2 separate regions of the Hordeum vulgare genome follow, and region 1 is linked to region 2. Evidence: chromatin contacts called from public Hi-C data. All regions are on one chromosome and are shown on one strand. Each heading gives the region's core, a stretch centred on a gene start, on an enhancer-like site or on the middle of the called end of the contact. The rest is flanking DNA. Distances are from core to core; before and after follow the strand shown.

What was found. Hi-C and Micro-C count contacts between places; a contact is called where the count stands out from the background.
Region 1: a contact with region 2 is called in a Hi-C map of leaf, with 4 times the contacts expected there. The contact joins two enhancer-like sites. A contact is called at or near these places in 2 of 6 Hi-C or Micro-C datasets (leaf and seedling).

What each region holds. Positions count from the first base shown.
Region 1 is chr7H:191,661,682-191,667,145 of MorexV3_pseudomolecules_assembly, forward strand. No RefSeq gene overlaps it. Among protein-coding and RNA genes, the nearest start is that of LOC123408602, 23 kb to the right of the region's middle. Within about 2 kb of position 2,605, at least 3 of the 3 cell types and tissues checked have open chromatin away from gene starts, as enhancers often do. A contact at or near this core is called in leaf and seedling, where this site is marked.
Region 2 is chr7H:191,078,103-191,083,306 of MorexV3_pseudomolecules_assembly, forward strand. No RefSeq gene overlaps it. Among protein-coding and RNA genes, the nearest start is that of LOC123408957, 140 kb to the left of the region's middle. Within about 2 kb of position 3,174, at least 3 of the 3 cell types and tissues checked have open chromatin away from gene starts, as enhancers often do. A contact at or near this core is called in leaf and seedling, where this site is marked.

The DNA of each region.
Region 1 (5,464 bases), core at 1,355-3,854, 580 kb after region 2:
TTTGTCACTCTAGCAACCCATCATCTACTTACTACTTCCCAATGCCTTCCTCTAGGCCCAAATAATGGTGAAGTGTTATGTAGTCGACGTTCACATAACACCACTAGAGGAAAAACAACATACAACACATCAAAATACCGAACGAATACCAAATTCACATGAGGCATTGGCGAATGCGCAGGCGGATATCGTTGGAGCAGGCGGGAGGTCGTTCTTCACGGAAAACAATGATCGTTGGTTGGACATATGGCTCTCAACCTCGGACGACACCGACGAGGATGATGATGGTGATGATGGTAGCGACTAGGAGTAGTTTCTATCTAGTTGCACCGTAGTTTTATCTATGCTTTCGAACTATCTATCTAGTTGCACCGATGTAAAATACCTTTGTATCATTTTTTATTTATGCAATCTATCTAGTTTTTATTTATCTATGCTTCCGATTTATCTAAAATAAAAAAATGTTGTGAGCGCGCGCGCTGCATTTTAGCGCAGCTGCTGAAGCCAGCACTGCGCGCCGCGCCAATCCAGGCGATGGGCGCGCGGCAAACCAGTTTTTTGCGTGCGGCGCGTTTGGCGCCTGTTGGAGATGCTCTTACGGCACACCTGGCCTCTAAACACCGCGTTGTGTGAGGATGGTTTTTCTAATTCACTAATTGAGCAATACACCTTTTAAAGATCACTCTCATCTTTCCACGTAGTGACACGTGACGTACTACATACGTATCATTTGTCGTAACCTGAGAGTTTTTTCTTTTTTCATAGATTCGTATTTTTAAAATATTTTATATCCTAAATCGTGCATCTAACTCTTGAACCTTTTTCACAGTTCGGTTTCTCGCATCGTGATCTTCAAAGCTAGATCCCATGTTGATAGATTTCGATAAACTTTTTTTACGAAAAAAACGGATGAAAAAAACATGCATTTTTTCGTGCCTCTTGGGATGGCAAAATCATGGCACTCGCGGAAGCAAAAACGTGTCTCTCACGGAAAAAAAAACCGTGCCTCTCATAAAAAAACATTTATTTTTCTTTTCCAGAGGAACGGTTGTGCCTTTCGCGGGGTAAAATCGTGCTTCTCGCGTAATTAAAATCGTGCCTCTTACGAAGAAAACCCCAGAAAAACGTGTTTTTTTTTCTTTTCTGGGAGGCTCAATCGTGCCTCTCGTGAAGGCAAGAACGTGACTCTCGCGGAAGCAAACCTGTGCCTCTCGTGAAAGAAAAAACAGAAACATTTTTTTTTCAAGAGGCACGGCCATGGCTCTCGCGAAAGAGAAATTATGCTTCTCGCGGAAGCAAAATCGTACCTCCCAGTTCAAAAAACATTTTTTAGCATGCAACATAAGAACTTAAAAAAGGTCAAAAAACTAGGAAAGACCGGTATAAAACCGAAACACCAAAAAAAGAACAAAAATAATCTAAAAAACCGAAAACACGAAAAAAAGAACAAAAATAATCTAAAAAACCGAAAACACGTTCGAAATAAACCGCGAAGAAAACGCTCAAAATACGACACGTGGTGTCGGCTGAGAATGCCCCAACTGATCACGCGTGGGAGTGATCGCTGGAAGGCTTATGAGAGAGTACTTCTCAATTAGTTGCTCTCGGGTTTCTTTCGAAAAATCCTATCTGCTGCATTTTGCGGCAGATTGTTGATGCTTCACACAGGAGCTGCTAGCGAACGATGGGGGTTTGGGCCGGTCTGTTAACGCTTTCACTGATCCCGGTTTTGGAACCTTGAGGTTTCTAGTCGGTTTTTCCCGGTTTTAGGAAACTTCTAGAAGGTTTCCTAAGCCGTTTTTTTTGTTTTATTTTTTTATTCTTTTCTGTTTCTGTTTCAAAAATGCTCTAGATTTTGAAAAAAACTTCTGAATTTCTAAGAAATGTTCTGGAGTTTTAAAAAAAATCTGGAATTTGATATAATGTTACAGAATTTGAAAAAGTGTTCCAGAATTTGAAAAACTATTACGGAATTTGAAAAAATGTTCTGCAATTTAAGAAAATGTTCCGGAATTTTAAAAAAATGTTCCGGAAATTTCGAAAATGACCTGGAAATTTAAAAAACTTTAAGAATTTGAAAAAATGTTCCATAATTTAAACAAAGTTATGAAATATTACGGAATTTGGAAAACTATTACGGAATTAGAAAAACTATTACGGAATTTGAAAAACTATTACGGAATTTGAAAAACTATTACGGAATTTGAAAAAATATTCCAGAATTTGGAAAACTATTACGGAATTTGAAGAAATGTTATGAAATATTAAAAAATGTTTCAGAATTTCAAAAAATATTCTAGAAATTGATTTTTTTTCCATAATTTAGAAAATGTTCCGAAACATGAAAAAAAGTAAAGTAAAATTCCGAAACCAAAAAGAAATGGAGAAACCGGTTCAAAGAACCTTTTAGAACAATCCCAAAACCTGAAAAACTAGATAGGAAAATCTAGAAAATTCCCAAAACCGCAAGCGCTGGAACTTGTTAACGGGTCGACCCGGATCACCATTGGACACGGCTACACGATACAGGTTAATGGGCCTGTCCGGGTTCGTTCGCCCCTGTGCGGCTCGCTGCTGTTGGACGCAGCGAGCGTCACATAGGAGGTCCGGGTTTTTTCCACCTTGCGTCGGGTTTTTTTTTATTTGAGCATCTCACCTCGCGTCAGGTGAGACTATGTTGCGCCCTTGAAACAGAATACTCCTAACCGGCTATAAGAGAGCTGGTCCAACAAACCGGTTTTTATTTCTTTTCCAGGCGTTGTGCCCTTTTATTCTAGGAGGATTCTGCTATATTCTTATTTTATTCTAATAATATCACATTCTAATAATATTTATTGTGTACTAAATAAAGTTAGACCAGCGACTGAATTTTATTCTAATAATATTTATTTCTGTTCTAAATAAAGGTCATCGTGCATTAACAAATGTTAATCATATATTTACAAGGTGTTATCTCGTGTTCAAAAATGGAAATCTTGCACTTTAAAAAAAACTCATCATATAATATAAAATATTCATCATGCATTTAAAAATTCCAACATGTAGTTTACAAAAATCTTCATCATGTAATACAAACTTTTCATCGCGTTTTCAAAAAAGTCCAACGTGTAGTTCACGAAAATGTTCATCACGCATATAATAAATATTCATCATATATTATAAACAAATCATTCATCGCCTGTCTAAAAAATGTTCGTCATGTAATAAAACAAGTTGATCATCTATTCAAAAATCTTCATTGCTCTTTTTTCAGATTTCTTCAGTTTTCAAAATGGTTCGGTGTACTCTAAAAGTATATTTGCCCCTATTAAAGAACGTCCATATTATATTTAAAGATGTTCTTCTTGTACTTCAATTATAATCATAGTGTAACTAGAAGAAAATCGTACTGTGTTAAAAAACAACTTATGATGTTTATATAAAATGTATTTTCTTGATATAAGTTCTCCCAAGTTAAAATATTATTCAACGTGCATTTTAAAAATGTTTATTTCCAAAAAGGATAATGTAGCTCAAAAGGTTTCGAACATTTTAAAAATGTTAATGTAATTTTTAAAAGTGCTCGTACAATTTTTTAAAGGTCGTGTTTTTTATAGTGAAAATATAAAATAATTGGGGAAAATGCAAGATAAAAAGAAACAAAAAAGACCAAAAGCACCACAATATCACAAGTTATAGTTTTTTCATAATTGCCACATAAATTGAACACATAAGACTTTAATTTCTAGCGGACACATACACAAAACTGCTATTCCTTTAGCCTTTTTTTAGATGCACATTTTAGCTTATTCGTACTTGTACTATTACAGGTACAATGCTTTTGATCCAGGATCCAAAAAATTATAAGACTTAAGTAATAACACTTACATCTTGGAATTACAATAAAAAGGTTCTTGAAGACGTCTTCTTAGTGGCATCAATCTTTGCAAGAATAATACTTATGAGACTTAAGTAAAGAGAATACAATTGGATTCGAGCTGCGACATAGTCATCCCTCCACCGCACGAACTTAATCAACAATAAAGGTTCCATAAAAATCCAAGAGTCGCCCATCCAAATAGATGGGAATCCAAGATCGATATAAGTACTTACTTAGTCCGAGGATATTTCCTCGGAGTGTATGTCACCAAATCACAATATCTTCAATGTGGCGTCAAACTAACTTTCAACGTTGCAGAGTTAAATCAACAAAAGCGATACGACACACCAACGTAAACTTATTATATTTGATTAAACGGATGACACAAATCTCTCTTATAACAATACCTTAGTAGAGACAGAAATTTTATTCGCAAAAGCCTATAAAGATGCTGATGAAAATCACATAACTCCCAGGTCCAAGGTCCCCGCGTCTCTCAGCGCTAAGATGGCAGCCGAAGGTGAGGGGTCTAAGAGGATCTCTAGTTCTCGTTGTTTCTCAAACCCTACGTCTTTTCTTAGCCTCCACGCTGAGACCTGCCATCATATAATTAATCAACGTACCTAGGCTTTGCTACTCTTTTAGCTATTCCTAATCAACAATATAAACTAATAAGATTTGTTTTACCGCCTATTGTGAGTATTCGGGCATTCCCTATTCGGCGCCGTAGGAGCTTGTTACAGACCATTTTCGCTAACGGGCGCCCGCAAAGCACAACCCCGCTCTGAGCTTGGGTTGGTCCAGTTTCGCATTGGTTTTTTCTGTTCAAACTTCGAAAAAGGTGCTAAGATGGGGATCGAATCCACGGCCTCACGCATCGCAGAGATCACGCTAACCCCTAGGTTGTCGCAATACATCTGATCAAGTTCTTCGTTTCCACCCTTTTATTTTCCTTTTCAGGGCTTTTTTGGTTCGCTAACGTTTTAGGCGTTTTATTCAGTTTTTCTTTGTTTTCTGAAATGCACGTATTATTTTTTCAAATTATTGAAAGCTTTTTTCAGTTCTAAGAACTTCTTAAAAATCATTCATTTTTTCCAAAATTGATTAACTCTTTTCCAAATTTGATGAACTTTTCATAAAATTCGATGAACTGTTTTCAAGTTTGATGAACCTTTTTTCAAATTCGATGAACTTTTTCGAAATCAATGAACTCTTTTCAAATTTGCTGAACTTTTCTAAAAATTTGATGAACCTTTTTTAAAATTTGATGAACTTTTTTTAGCTTTTGAACTATTTTTCAAATCAATGAACTTTTTCAGGTCTATTTCCAAAAAGTTAATGGTCAAATGGTTTGACCGATCAACAATATTATTTTTTCAGAAATTGACCGATCAACAGATGACTTGGGTTGCAACCGAGCGAAGGAACTCGGTTATGATTGAGCGAAAGGAAACGAAACGAGCGGACTTGCTTGTTGGCACGGTGCACGAGTTCGAGGCTGTGAGCGTCAGCTTACCTAATTGACGCCTGCAGCTCCAATTAGGAGTTCCCAGTATTCGGGCATCAATATGCCTCGCGTTGAGCGAGTCAAGCCTTCCTGGTCGC
Region 2 (5,204 bases), core at 1,924-4,423:
TGGGTAAAACCTGAAGCGCCTTTTACTCATGCATTATGGTACATCATGTTGTCTATATCCATATTATATTGGACAAATTGATTTTGGACAAGTCTTATCCATCCATAATTCCATGGTAGTTCATTCTCTACATGTAGAGAATGATTCATTTAGACCATGAGGAGATGGAAATATGATGTTGGAACATAAAGTTCCATATCACAATTCATGCATTGGATCCACCAAACACAATTGGTTGGGAGTCAAGAATATCTTTCGATATCTTCAATACATCAAACATTTTGTCCTAATCTTTCAATTTCAGAGAAATTTGAATACAATATTATTGGATACATCAATAAGATCCCCACTATGTCAGATCGTAGACACGGTTTGTGTTCATACTAGGTGTGGTAGCCATCTCATGAGAGTCTTCGAAACAGACCTTATGGCTACAACCACCAACAATTATCTCAAAGATAATGTTGCTTGTGTTGTGCGCATGCAAACATGTTACTCAAAAGCAATATCGCTATATTACATATCTTGGAAGTCAAATCATATGACTGGTTTGTTCACGAAGTCTCTACCAACTTTTACATTCTTGAAAATGTTCATGGAATTGGTATATGTTACGGCTTCAGAATCTGCAAGAATCGGGAGGAGTATCTTCCTGAATTGTTCATGTTCAATGCATCATATTATATTCCTTTTTCCTTTATGAGTTTACTATACAGGTTTTCATATAGGTTTTTAATGAGATAATATCAACATGAAATCATATGTCATACTTTTAGTTTTCCTCACCGAGGTTTTCAGGAAAGTATATACGACATATTTATTGTCATTTAAACTCTATGAATTTTTTCATATTGAGTTAAAAGAGACAATAACCATTATATGTTGCATCATTTTTTTTAATTTTTTCCACCCGGTTTAAAAAAGTTTTAGCAACATATGAAATACCTATCTCCTTACATTTTTCCCCACATGGTTTTTCAAGGAGAATTTAATCAAGAAAATGGATCTTAACGCATTCAAACAATGATTAGAGGAAGTGTTAAGAATAATTAACACAACATTCATTAGGGGATAATCCCCACTCTCATCGTGCGTGTAACTACACGATGTGGGAACCGTCACAACGGTGTTTTCCTGGACCGTAGCTTCTTGAAATCGTCGTCTCCTTTGAAGGGGTTTATAATATTACACACTCCCTCCGTCCTAAAATAAGTGATTCAAAAATGACTTAGATTTGTACTAACTTCAATACAAAATTAAGTCACTTTTGAGTCATTTATTTTGGGACGGAGGGAGTATAAAGGATCCAAAACTATCAATAAAGACTATGAATTCATTTTACATTGATTGTCGATTCTCTCTCGATCTCAATCCTAATCACTGTCTAGTTTTCTCCAACAACCTCACCCACGGCATCGCCATCATCAATCCATCGAGCAAAGAATGAGAAATGGTTTTCCTGTATCTAGCTGGCTCTGATATTTTGGCAGGATGCACGGCCTGGACTCTGGATTGCTTGACTGCATGTGTTTCTTGAGGCAAAAAGTTGTGTTTGGAACGTCGACGTGGACAGGGTGCAATAATTCGGTAGCCACCTAGACAAATCAGACAAGCACTGTGCTACGAAGATGTGGTGAGCAATTTGCCATCATTTTGGGGTTTTGGTTTTGGTTGGTACGGCATGTGGCATCTTGAATTTCTTTGCCCCGATTATGTTATCCATGAACTGTTATTGCTGCTACTGATGGTCTACTGATATTTGCTCGCGAGCTCTTCCTCTTTTTATTTTTATGACGGATGATGTAATGTACATATGCATAATTAGTAACTAAATTGCTTTATTAGAGGAAGAAGAAGAAGGAGGAGGTGGAGGATGAGGACGAGGACGAGGAGGAGGAGGAGGACAAGCAGAAAGAGAAGAAGAAGAAGGAGCCATGTCGAACTAAGCCAACAGTTTTTTTGTTACCCTTGAGAGAAGATACATAATTCTTCCATGCAAAAAAATAAATCATGAAAGAAACAAGTTTATTTAAAGGATGTAATCATAAGAAAAAAATAGATACGGATGAAAACAACAGAGGGGATACAAAAAATGTAGTGCAGAGCACTCGCGTGTAATCTGAATTTCTGACCCAAAGCAGCCCCTCCTTCCCAAGGGCCACCTGACCTGGTGGCCCACTAAATTGCGAGTGACTAAAGAAAAAGCCCGTAGGAGTAACTAGTTAGGCAGCACTCCTTTGGTAGCCTTTCAATCATTGTTCTCATGCATCGTTATTTTGCATGTTCTCAGCCGCCGTCATGTGTGGCAGTTTGAGCGTTTTCTCTGGGAGGTTTTTTCACATGCATTTTCGGTCTTTTAGATTGGGTTTTTTGATATTTTTGGTGTTTTGTTTTTTCACCGGTCTTCCTTAGCTTTTTGACGTACTTTTTTATTTCAAAAACTTTGTTTTTTCTTGTTTCTACAAGAGATATGATTTTGCTTTCGTGAGAGGCACGATTTTTTTAAAAAAAATTATAAAAAATGTGGTTTCTATTTGTTTTAAACGAGAGGCACGGTTTGCTTTCGGGAGAGGCACGACCGTGCCTCTAGGAAATGAAAAATCACGCTTTTTCTGTTTTTTTCTTACGAGAGGCACAGTTTTGCTTTCGCGGCCGTGCCTCTTGAAAACGAAAAAACATTTTTTTTCGTGAGAGAGACGGTTTTTCTGTCACGAGAGGCACTCGGAAACGAAAGAAAACTCGGTTTTTTGTTCACGAGAGGCACTCGGAAACAAATGCATTTTTTATTATTATTTTCATGAGAGGCACGATTTTGTCTTCAGAAAACGGAAAAAAACGTCTTTTCTGGTTTTTCCACCCAGTTTATTTTATAAAAAAAATCACCAACACCTATCAATATGTGATTTAGTTTTGAAGATCTCGACGCAAGGAACCCCACGATAAAAATGGTTTGAGATTTGGACGCATTGTTTAAGAGATATCAAAGATGAATTTACGAAAAAAAACTCCTAGATTTCAACAAGTGGTATATATGCAGTGTGCCATTTCTCATAACCTGATAAGATGAAAATGATCTTTAAAAACAATACTTCTTAATTAAAGGTTTCGAAGCCCGTACCATTGTATCTCAATTACGGCGAGTTGGAACGTGCATCCTATTCCCCGCCTATGCGGAGAATATGTAACCACCCTTCCCCCACCCGTGCCCCGTCCTCTGTTTGGCTTGGCCCATTTGAGTTTTCCCACACCAGTTTTCCATACATTTTAGAACCTTTCGTGAATCAGTTTTATCTTTGGTTCTTCTTCTGTTTATAATTCTTTACTTTTTATTTTTTATATATTTTCCTTATTCATATTCACATGTTTTTTCTAAAATTTATATTTTCAAAAAATACTTGAAATCACGTACATTTTTGAAAATCGGTAGCAATTTTTGTATTCGCGAAAACTTTTCGCAACTTCTGATTTTTTTATTAGAAAACAGCGATAAAAATGAAATTCATGACATTTAAAAAAATAGGTAAACATTTTCTGAACTTCCGGAATATTTTTAGATTTCCTAATATTATTTAGAAAATACTGATTTTTTTTGAAATTTTTGAACATTTTTTAACCATGCGAACAGTTTTTATGTCAGTGAATTGTTTTTGAATTACTAAACATTTATTTTGACTTCATAAATATTTTTGGAAGTCCTGAATATGTTTTGCACTAACAAACATGTTTTAAATTCATGTAAATTATTCTAAATGCCCGAACCTTTAAAAATATATAACATTGTTTGAATTTGGAACATTTTGTGAATTCGTAAACATTTACTGAAATTGATGAACATATCTTTAATTCGTAAATATTGTTTTGCAAATTCTCAAACATGTTTTCATATCATGAATATTTTCTCATATCACAAACATTTTTTAACATTTATATTTTCAAAATAGAAAATCGAAATAACACAAAGTTGTCAACATGAAAATACACAAACATTTTTAAGAAATGAAAACTTTTCTAAAAACACAAATAAAAAGCAAACAAAATGTAATAAAAACAAAGACACCGCAATGGGCCAACCCAGTGTGCGGATAGGAGCGTGTTTGCTCGTCCCCCTACAGAGGTTACTGAATAGGGAGAGCAACTAGTCAATGGGGACCCCTCGCCATGAAAAAACCGTTCTCTGCGACGAATTGTCATGCAAACACACAGACCGAGCTACGCCAGCCACTAAATCGGTCGGCCCGTTGCACATTTCACTAATCCTTGTTTTGAAAACTTTCTAGAATGTTACCAACAGGTTAAGGTATATTTTTTTCTTTTACTTTTTCTTTTTTCCTGCTGTTTCTTCTATTGTTTTCTTCAATTTTGTATTTTTATAATTTTTTACTTTTATTTACGATTTTCTTTTTTCTGTATTTTATTAACTATTTCTTTTCTGGATACCTTTTTTGTTTTTTTTCAATTTTTGGAAATAATTTTTGTAAATGCTCAGAATTTCAAATTATATTTCCTTCTGTTCAAAAAATATTCCGAAATTTCAATTTTGTCCATATTTAAAAAATTGTTTAAATTTTAAATTTTTGCTCCCTTCTATTCAAAAAATGTTCGGGGATGTTAAATTTTGGTCAGGTTTTCAAAATCTGTTCAAATAGTCGCAATATGTTCCCTTATATTCAAAAAAAGTTTGGGAAATTCAAATTTTGTTTATATATTTCATAATTTTTTTAAATTACCAAATTTTGTTCCCTTCGATTATAATGTTCAGGAATTTTAAAAAATCATGTTTTGAAGAATTGTCCAAAATTTGTTCACTTATATTCAAAAAATTTGTGGGAATTTCAAATTTTGTTCCCTTACATTAAGAAAATTTTCGGGAATTTCAAATTCTTTTCGTAATTTTAAAAGATATACATGATTTGGGAATTCTTATTTTTTCATAAAATGTTTGGGAATTTTAGTTTTTCTTCTTTTTTTACACAAAGTTCACAATTTTGAAAAAAAAATCATTTTTTCAAAAACAATCAGGACTACCAACTTTTGTTTGCGTTTTAAAAAATGTTCAGAATTTTGAAAAATATTCACCGTTTCCAAAGAAAAATCCGGGTTCTTAAATTATACTTGCGTTTTAAGATAGTGTTCAGAATTTGTAATTTTTTCACTATTTCATAATATGTTCAAATATTCAAAAACTGTTTGGTTCGTATAATTGT